2 separate regions of the Gasterosteus aculeatus genome follow, and region 1 is linked to region 2. A link is a contact called in public Hi-C data. All regions are on one chromosome and are shown on one strand. The core of a region is the stretch at or near the end of the contact, and the rest is flanking DNA. Distances in the headings are between cores, read along the strand shown.

Region 1 (5,408 bases), core at 1,052-3,551, 150 kb after region 2:
ATGGATGCATCCACTGACTGCTCCAGTTTGGTTCTGAGGGAGTGCAGTCTGGTCAACGTGAAGGGAGTGTCGGCCCATTGGGACGATGACTGGGAATGGTTGGTATTGTAATTATGACAGTGGAATCTTTTAAATATATAATTGGCTGTATGATTGAAAATCTAAAATATACCTCTAGAAAGACTACACACAACCACCAACATTGGCGGGAGCCTGAATGAGTGTTAAAGGGGGTTTGAAAATCACAAGATGCAAATAAAACAATAAAAAAAACACATTCCGTCTATCCTGAAAAATTGTTTATGACTAAAGCATTGCTCATCTTAAGCAACTCAAAAAGGATCATTCTTAATAATGCATTTCATTATATATCTCTGTTTTATTTTATACTCGCATTCCATTGGTGTGCAGGTTCCACTATTCATTCCCAATACAAATACAACTTACTTAGCTAAATTAAAACACTGCTCGTCCCCAAATGACCCTAATTTGACATGACCAAGTGAGGATTATGAATGTACTGTCAATTGAGCTCATGTAACGTATTAGTGAAAGCACTATAACATTAAAAACTAATGCTGGACTTGATCAATGCGCCAGACACCAACTGTCTGCCTTGACTAAGGAAATGGTTCTTGTGTTAAGTGACTCTTATACAACTATTTTTAGTGCTGTGTGATCATTTTGCCAGTGATAGATCTCCTTCATTCGGTGTCTCCTGTCATTAAATTCTGATATGTCACCATGAGCATCAGGAAAGTGTGGCAATTGAAACATAGCATCTCGTCAAAAGGAGTTCTCTGTAACCCTTCAACTTGATGCTCGACTTATTATACTATCTATCTATCTAACTATCAGTAAATCGACAATTAGCAGTAAAAACAATTGTTTGCTGCCTACAATATAACTCATTGATATAATAATAATAATATAATAACACGATCTAAAGTATATTTGTATATTTACTTAAGTTTATTTAAGTTGCCTTTGCTTGGTGGACTTTTATGGGGACAGTAATTTCTCTATTTGTGGCTTAAATCAAAAGTCCTTGTACAAATTGCCCTAAAGAATGTCCCTTTCAGGATGAGCAACAACCCCAGTTCTGTAATCCACGGTGCAGTTGCAGAATATACAGGTTATGTCCAAATGCGGACAGAGAATGGAGCTTGTGGATTGAATACAATACAATAATTTTAACAGCAAAAGCGCTTGATGGGGAAAATACGGGACCATCAAATCTATTATGATAAGTTCATGTTTCTTCAAAATAATCATTGCATTGGAAAAAGATGATTGAGAACCAACACATTTTACAGTAACTCTCTGCCTCACAGCTACATATCATTATTTTAGCTGTTAAATTCGGTGTATAGTCAGTAAAGACGTTAAGTTAAGTCATTGTGTCTATAAGTCTCATTCTTTTAAAAAATTGTGTGGGGTGTCAAGTAATTGCAGTATTTCAGTCCAATCTAATTTCTTGGTTTTTGAAATCGAAACTGGACTTGAGCAGTGTTACGGCAACATTAACATGAGCTCATAAAAGCCTAATGTATCAAACAATTGCAATACGTAAGTAAAGGAATATTGTGTTTGAACGTACAGAAGCAGGAATCAACATTATGCAACAAAATATAATTTGGGGTATTTTTCTCTGTCTCATATTATAATTATAATACATGACGGTCACTGCATTTTCCAATTCAATGACACAAAAATAAAGTAATTGTTTATTTAATTTTTATTTATATAATTGTTTTATGGGACCATTGCAGGCCAAGACATTAAAAAAAGGTATGAGGCCACAACAAACAATAATTTGCAACAAAACTCTGTTTTCCATATCGGTTAATATAAGAGCCACATTGATGGTTAGACCAACTCAGACCAAAGTCAAAGCGAATACTCCGTGTTAATTATTACATACTGTGATGTAAATCTGTGACAGGGAAGACTCTATTGACGATACGCAGAAAGTTATCATTTACCTGGTGATAGATGTGACCACATAATAGATGATAAAACAAATTTAAGATGGTTTTAGCGAAGATTGATCGTCACAAATGTATAAATCTGTCGCCTTTGCTACATCCAAACCGTAGGAGTAAAACATAAATGCTCCTGTTTATAGTTCCACATGTCGCAGTAATGGAAAGACAACTGGAACACGAAACAAACTGTTTGACTAAAGAATAAACCCGTGAATTTAATTTAAAGACGGTTTATTTATGTTAAGACTTCAAATTACTTAATTTGGCATTTACTTTTCTTTTTTGCAGGAACGGAAAGAATTGACGTTGTTTCTTCCGTGGGGTTTTTGGTGAACACTAGTGAGTTTTTGTTTACCTAGCAACAGAAGGCAAGTTAGCAACGGTGTTTGGAGAGTGTCCATGCTAACGCGAAGCTGGTTCAATATGATGCATCTTGAATGCTATTTGGCGATTGCTACCGTGTAATTAAAAAGTGAAGATAATAGCAGTTAGCTGCCATATTTGCCTGCCGTCCGCGTTTATAAACTGAACAGTGCTAAATTAGCTAACGTTAGCTATTAGGATCATTAACGGTTAGCTATAACCACGTCCATCGCTCACTCCTAAAATGTCTTTTCAAGAGTCACCTCGTCCTTCTGATGAAGAGGAGGCGTTCTATGTGCACTGTAGAGCCGCATACCTGTCTCTGTTCAAATCTAGTTTGGCAAATATTACTTCGAAACAGCAGCTATGTCGTGGTAAGCTCATTTTATCTGATTAATAAAAACCGCTTGCTTGTTATAGAACTGTTAACCCAGTAAAACGCATGTATGTGCCAATTCATTTTAATGCTATAACTACAACCTAACGTCAGTTATATGATTGGCATGTTAATATGACAGTGACATAATTATGTCATCTGGAAACAGATTTACACACTCTAGGAGTTATGAGGATGTTACATGGAGATGGCCATTTTTAAAGATTGAAGGTTTTGCCGTTTTACAGTATTTAAAAATAATTGATGTGATTTTCCCAGAAACTGTAATGAATCCACAGCTGAGCACTAATTAGGGACCCCTCTACAAAAGGTATTAGCTGATGACGCCTCATATTGATCTAATTTCAAGCTCCGAGAGACAGACATCGACCTACATGTTCAAAATGTTTTAGGAAGAGGGACATTTTCTAAACTCTTTAGTTGAGATGAGATAAGAAAAGTAGCTCACTGTGGGACAGTTTAAATAATGTAAATGTAATTTAAAAAGCACAGCAAAAAGATGTCCTTATGCTAATATCATTGGTTGTCATCAGCTGTTGCTGATGGTGGTTTCAATGTTCTTTCCCATTTATCCTTTTAAGCTCTACAGCAGGCTGGTAGAAATCCAGCCCACGCAACTCTAAATAAATACTGGACCCCAAGAACATCCAAGCTGAACTTCGATGACTTCTGTGAGATTCTCAAAAATGAGAAGAAAACTGATGAAACTGAGCTAATGAGAGCCTTCAAAAAGATGGATTTGAACAGTGACGGCTACATCTCACACAGTGAACTGCAGAAGGCCCTTACCACGGTGAGTAACCCTTAAACAGTTTGTTTATAGGATATCTATAACAAATCGACTGCTTATTTTTAAGATTCATGCTAAGGTTTTCAATACATGTGAGTAAGTGAATAAGCTATACATTCTGATGTTGTATACAGATAAACATGAACTGATTTTCTTTACTACTAAAGAACATCTGTCTTTTACATCTATCTTATAGAGAGGGGAGAAGATGACTATTGAAGAGGTGAACTCCATTTTTTCTTTGGCTGACATCAACAAAGACGGAAAACTGGACTATGCAGAAGTAAGTTAAGATAAGTAAGGAGGGACAGGGGGACTGATGTGGTGATTAGACTTGTGGTGATAAATCTTATACACCTAACCTACTGTATGTGTCTAGGCTTATGAAAATGTGTATTTTAAATGCATTTATTCAATCTTTGCTTATAGGTTATTTAAATGTTATATTTAATAGCGTTCACTCTTAACTACTTAACTTTTTAAGTTTGCTCAACATGTTTCTTTTGTTGTAAATTGACATAACATACAGAAGACTCAGCAATGCTAAGCAGCACAGAAAATTCAATAGTGCAAAACAAAACAATTCCATCACCTCCTAAAATTCGCTCCAATATCGTCTAATTAATTGTCATATGTTTACCTCCATCCAATGAAAACATCTTTATCTCTTAAAACTTCCTCATGTATCATGCTCTCACCGCTGGTTTCCTCTTGCTGTCAGTTCTGCAGATTGCTGCTGTCTACAGTAGAGCAGTGTGAGACGGCTGCTTTGGAGAGACTCGAGGCAAATGCCAAGCTGAAGCGACAGAACTTTGGCAGTCGGTCATACAGCCCTCCAAAGAGCTCAGTATCATCGGCATCATCGGCAGCATCAGCAGCATCAGCACAAGCGGCAGCGACTGTGCCTCAAACTCCAGAAACACTCCAAGCAGAATCAGACACCACACTCAAGAAAGGTACAACACGCAGGGATATGATACTGTAACCTGAAATTGACTGTCTGAATTTGATCAGTCTGGGTATGCGTATGCGTGGGATTTCTTTTTGCAACAGATTTGTATTAAAGACCCAAAGAGTGATTCCACATGGATAACTTTTTCTCTGTCATTTTGTCCGCTCAAAAGCATTCTTCTTCTCACACAAAACATAGTCCAACCTCTTTAAAAAGGAATTTAGAAACATTACACCACCACAGAAAGGAAGCAAAATGCAAAGATTATAACCTCTCAAAGTTACTTTGTTCCAGAATGCTCTACTATACTGTTTGCATTAGCCAGCCAATATATTCAGCAGTTCTGTTTTTTGCATGGAAATGCTAAACTCTTATAAGTGTATAACTCCATAACGTAATAGCAATTTGCACGGCACAATTTACAATCTACAGGTACAAAGTAGCAGCCATTGGCGACTGCACATTATGTATACTTCAGATTCCAATTTATAGTTGCGCACCGATAGACATGTCTTGCCTCAATACGCCTCGCCGATTAGTTTTGATGAATAAATAATAGCTCTGTTATTGATCAATTTTTCACTCCCCCCGTGACAAATCACCTCATTAAGACGGTCTATTCCTCATAATAGCCACACAATTAGGGCTGCTTGTTTGCAGGGAGGAGACTGTAAAGCGTTGTGATTTGGGTAATCACTTCTGCCATTAAGAGATTGACAAAAGCTCCATCTCTGCTGCCGTTCAACTGTGCCTGTGGAGTTGGCCGTCTCTTGCTAAAGAAACAGGTTTTCATTGCTTAAACAAACAAGGACTGGCATTACGTCCAGTTTCATCCCTCTGCAACTGTAAATGATGAAGTGTATGTGTGCAAAAAAAGACCCCCCCTTTACCCGGTTGTAGGTGGATGTAAAAGTCCTC
Region 2 (5,330 bases), core at 918-3,417:
GAATCCAACCTGTGATGTTTGTGGAGTTTTTTTTACTGAAAAAGTTAACATATCTAAGAGGAAGAAATAGAAGATCATGTGTAAGCCTTCTTTAATAATCTAGATTTTTCATAACGAAAAGTTAAGCGGGAGCAATTATTCCTTCTCTCCAAATACGTTATAGCGGAATCATAACCTCTCGAGTTCAGAGGTCAGAGATAAAACCGAATCACGAAGCCGACACATATTATTTTGTTTATCAATATTTACGAGATTCACTTGTGAGTGTGAGTTCAATGATTAGCTAAATATGTCTGTGTTGACACTGAGAGAACAGAATATGTATCTATGTATACAGCCGTCACTTGGGGAGATGGCATTTGACAGCTAGCACAAAGACCTTTGTTAAAGAGATTAACGTACTTTGATCAGTCAGAGAGGCGGGTGAGGAGATTATTACATCGTTATTTGCTAGCTGTTGATGGAAGCTCTTGTTTCCAGTCTTACTGCATTACAAGGACGGGTTCTCGCCTAAAACATAACTTAAAGTTCAGGCTCATCTCTCCCGTCAGTGCCTCCTAGCTCCTGGCCGTTAGCGAACGTTACTGTGGGCAAGATGGCTAACGCTAGCTGTCTAAAATAAACGTTTTTACAATTTACAGCATGTCCCTCGCATTGCAAATAATTTGCGAAAACCCGAGTGCCGTTTTGACGAGACGAGCGTATTTCAAGGATGAACCATCTCCCTTCTTTGTTAGCTATCCATGGGGACAGAGACTAGCAGCTAGCGGTGACGTCTGTTTGGGTGGGTCTGAGCATCTCATAGATGTGGCTAAGTAGCGCAGCTAACGTTAGCTCGCAGCGGCCGGGCTGCGCTGCTGGCCGGGCCTCCTTCACAGGGTTTCCCCCGCCGGTGGTCTCGGGGCGACCAGCAGTGAAGGCGACATGGTTCTCGCTGCGCCTTTGACGACCTCGTTACGGGGAGGGGGTCGGTGGGGGCGTCTCGAGTCTTTTACCTGCTGATTTTTTGGGCGAAGGCGCGGCGTTCAGCCATGGCTGTGGCCGCCGATGAGCTTTGAAATTCCCAGGCAGCCTTTACAGGAGGCAGACTCCGCTTTCCAATCTCCTCGGCCACAGGAAAAACTGGAAAACGGGAGAATGGATGATTACCGTAATGGCAGTAATGGTTTGCAACAGAACACACCCAAAGAAAAGCCATTGCGCACCGTAATGTGTGGAATAAAACTACTAGGATATGTGAATTTCACATAAAAGCCACCCTTACAAATGGCATTCTGTTTAGGTTAGGGTTTAACTACTAGGTTTGGGGTTTTTTTTCATTGTGGATTATGATCAGTTACCATTTAAATTATGGTACCATTGACATACTTAAATGTTGTAATTTTCACTTCAACCCTGAGAGATTAGACAAATAGATAAAATAGATGGATAGATATACTAGTATATACTTTTACAAGATAAAAAAACAAACAAAAAAAGACAAATATTTATACTTAAATATTTGTCTTTTTCCATTCGCAAAAGTATCATATTACACTCTAAGTATACCTTCAGTAATGTTTTTGTGAGTTTCAAACAAATATTCACAACAAGTCATTTAGTAACTATTTAACGGCAGTATGTCAAGACAAACTACTGGATGAAAAATAATGAAATATACAGTACAAACACAAACGAACACAGATGACTCCACATAAAAGTCACACACACACACACACACACACACACACACACACACACACACAGACACACACACACACACACACACACACACACACACACACACACACACACACACACACACACACACAGATTCTTTGAATCTTGAATAAAAGTCACACTGATATATTTTGATTCCGTTTTAAAAAGTTACAAATTAACTACAACTAAATTATAAATAATAAAACATCAAGTAATACGGGATTTCCATGTTCCATGCTATATTTTCTTATTTGTGTTTATCCTGGCGTTTAACTTGAACATTCATATTGATTGCACGATGGTTGATTACTTTTGGATCAAATAGAGGATTCTGGATTTTTATCCGTTTCCCGGCATTTATCATAAACTGGGCCCCTTAGACAATAAACTATGTACTGTCACAAGGAATAACAAGCGAGTGGTTATTTAAACTCCGCCCGCTCGGATGACCCAGATTAACACATCGAGCGTATTCTTGGTCCAGGCGGAAACACCGCGAGATCACGAGTGTTTCTCTGCTACTTCCTCAATATGTAAACATCGGAGACCGCGGCGCAGTATTATTAAGTTACACTGCAAGTCCACGGCGATGCACTGCGTTAACTCATCGGTATTACAACAATATACAACGTAATAAAGTTTGTACAACGTAACCAGGTGGAAGGAAATGAGGAAAAAAATCTCGATCGAAGGCGAAGTTCCGAGGTAAATACTTGTTCACTGCAAGCTGTGATTTCACGTAATTCTCCTTTATGGACTGATCCGGGTCACCTATTCATACTCTCTTCTTTGCACTCGTCTGTGTGTTGTGCACCAGGGGTTGTACGCGGTGAGGGAATGGGTTACATCCCTTGCTGGTCTAAATGGAGAATAAAGGGAGCGACGAGGTGGAAACATTGAAGACAAAGTTCTTGTCTGTGTGGCACAATGTAAAATACAGTAAGTCGTTTGCTTCAGGCTAACACGCACACATTAGACGCGCACACATCCATGCCACCCGAGCTTAGTCCTTTCTCCACTTTATGTGAAGTATACTAGTGTCATGCATTAGTGGTGTGTAGTTTGAACCTGTCCATTGAGCTTCGATCTTAATTTCTCGATTGGAGTTATTGTACTTCGTAGATCAGAATCCGCTTTATATAGGCCTACCAATTATATTCTATGCCCAAATACAAGGGATCTTACTTTTCAATGCTTACATTATACTTGTTCACGGTTCCAGGAACAATTTCTAGGAGGATTTAAATAGACATGCAGCTAAAAAATCAAGGGGAACCGTGCTGAACAAAGACAGGGACATTTTTACAAGTCAAAGTAAATACAGAGAGATCAACTGCAGACACAAGAGCCGGCACAGATACAAACATGCATCAGAATTCAATGAGACAACAACCTACTGCTGTTGAGTCAGCCTTTAAAATAGCTCTATGCCAACAGGTCCACCAAGGCTAGTTTATTTTGATTTTAAAAAATGTGGTTATTGTCTCCCTTTCTATACAGCTTAACAGGGAGAAAAGAGGAAAAAAGGGTAGTAAGTACAATAATAAGAGTAAGTAGGCAGTAATCCTCAGATCTTGCATGAATGAGTGAGTGAAGTCTAGTTTGGTCAAAGGAAAGACAACCAGGTCCTTTCTTATACAACTGGGACCACTGGTTTCCAATTCCCCTTTTCTATGACCCAACCACATTTACTGTCATCTGCACATCATAGCTCAGCAGCCAAAAGAGGCAGGGTCTTCACAATAGGAAGAGTTTGTCTTTTGTTTTTAACCATCAACTTAACTAACATATTGTCTTCTTTATTGTGTTTCTTAGGTTGGGCTCTAAAGTCAAAGACCTCATTCAGTAGAAATTCCCCGGTGTTTCTTCTCGGAAAATGTTACCATTTTAAGGCAGAAGGTATAGCAAACATGCACAGGACTACAATTTAAATACACACTACCTGTAATGATGTTCACATGGCCATTCAGGCCATTAAATCACACAGAAATCCCAATTGTCCACTGTGCACATATCTGAGTGGATCAAACGTCATCCGTTTTTTCCCCAGATGACGAAAGTGTCACTGAAGCCTGTTACGATGCCTCCGACGAGGACTCCGTCACGGGGAACGCCGAAGCTTTCCGCAAGGATTTTGCGTCCCGAGTGTGGCTGACCTACAGGGAGGAGCTGCCGCCTCTGCCCAGCTCCCCCCTGACCTCCGACTGCGGCTGGGGCTGCATGCTGAGAGCTGGGCAGATGATGCTGGCTCAGGCACTCACCCTGCACTTCTTGGGCCGAGGTGAGTAGAATGTCAGCGACCCCACCTGAGAAGAGGTCCAACCCTACATGATCATAGGAAAGGAAGAAATGCGACATATATTTCCTTCTTAGAAAAGTGGATTCATTTCTTTCTGACTTTACTTTAATCATTTAAATTTTATTTTGAAAGGTCTGATCACATTCGATCATTCATTTGATCATTTGAGCAGGTAAAATTGCATGAATTAAATGGCTTTTCACTTCCGGGAATATTAAACCATTGCGAGGAGTCCCACACTAAGCTTTTTTTGATTCACAAGTCAGAAAGCTCTCTCTCAAAAGGCTGATTTGAATTCTCGGACTAGCTGGAATTATTTGGTTGTGAAAAAGAAAAATGTACCTTCCTTCATTCTTAACAGCCCCTGCTGAAGTGCCCTTGGCCCAAGAGAAGAAGCTACACATGTAGATATTTTGAGATGCTTACACACTGCAGTTCCCAGGCTTTTTTTTACTTTAAATTAATACGGAGATGGACCGTGATTAATCCGCAAACACCTGTTTGTAATTTTACAGAGATCTAATAAGGACAATGTATCCAGCATGGTAGCTCCAGTGGCTGATGGGGTGTCCTAGTTCTAAAGAAATAGCAATAGTAAATCAGATATCGGATCGCTCTAGGTCATTTTGAAATGTACTGCAATTGGATCCCATGTTCATTTTCTTTATTTTAAATCAAAGCAGTAAAGGGAACTTCTAGCCGGTTTAGACAGTTTCCTCATTCTCAGTCTAAAAAGGAAAGTTTAATTTGGTTGATGAAAAAGCATTTAAGATGAGTGAATTCCTCATATCTGTTGGATCTATTGTCTCTGAAGTGTCCTAGACTTTACAGGTCCTCATAATGAGAGTTTAATGTAGTCATTTGGAAAACAATATTTAAAACTTGTTCTTCTGTCCAATCTAAAATATGTCACTAATGACATATTTCTCTATAAAATGACTAATGGCCACTTAGGGATATTTATTGAACAATTTCACTTTGATTCACTTTGGATCAAGGTCATTTTGTTAATGCCTTAGACTCTAGTCTGGCCCATTTTATAGCCTGAGCCACTCCCTTTCTCTCCGCCTTCGGCTCCCACTCTGTTTGTAAGGCTAAGGCATCGTTAAAGTGAAATACTGGGACACTCAAACTTTATAATTGAACAGAATGACACCTAGTTGGTTACTGAAGGGACTGTCTGTCTCTTTAAGAGAAAAACCTTCAATTTAAAGTTCTAAAAGATGTTTTGCTCGCTGTAAATTAAACTTTGATCAGGTCCACGGACCCTCAAAGATACTTTGTCAAATAGTTGTTGTTCTATTACAAACCTGTAAACGTGTTCGTACAC

The links. Hi-C and Micro-C count contacts between places; a contact is called where the count stands out from the background.
Region 1: a contact with region 2 is called in a Hi-C map of skeletal muscle, with 3 times the contacts expected there. The contact joins the promoter of efcab7 here to the promoter of atg4c in region 2. A contact is called at or near these places in 3 of 6 Hi-C or Micro-C datasets (skeletal muscle and whole body).

What each region holds. Positions count from the first base shown.
Region 1 is chr8:10,621,541-10,626,948 of fGasAcu3.hap1.1, forward strand. efcab7 (EF-hand calcium binding domain 7) reads left to right here and starts at 2,302. Exons shown (of 13, transcript XM_040184205.2): 1 at 2,302-2,725; 2 at 3,330-3,541; 3 at 3,735-3,821; 4 at 4,260-4,494. The coding sequence starts at 2,596.
Region 2 is chr8:10,473,866-10,479,195 of fGasAcu3.hap1.1, forward strand. atg4c (autophagy related 4C, cysteine peptidase) reads left to right here and starts at 2,168. Exons shown (of 11, transcript XM_040184880.2): 1 at 2,168-2,406; 2 at 2,519-2,640; 3 at 3,517-3,600; 4 at 3,752-3,982. The coding sequence starts at 2,565. It overlaps dock7 (dedicator of cytokinesis 7), which reads right to left and starts at 1,156. Exons shown (of 52, transcript XR_013468592.1): 1 at 996-1,156.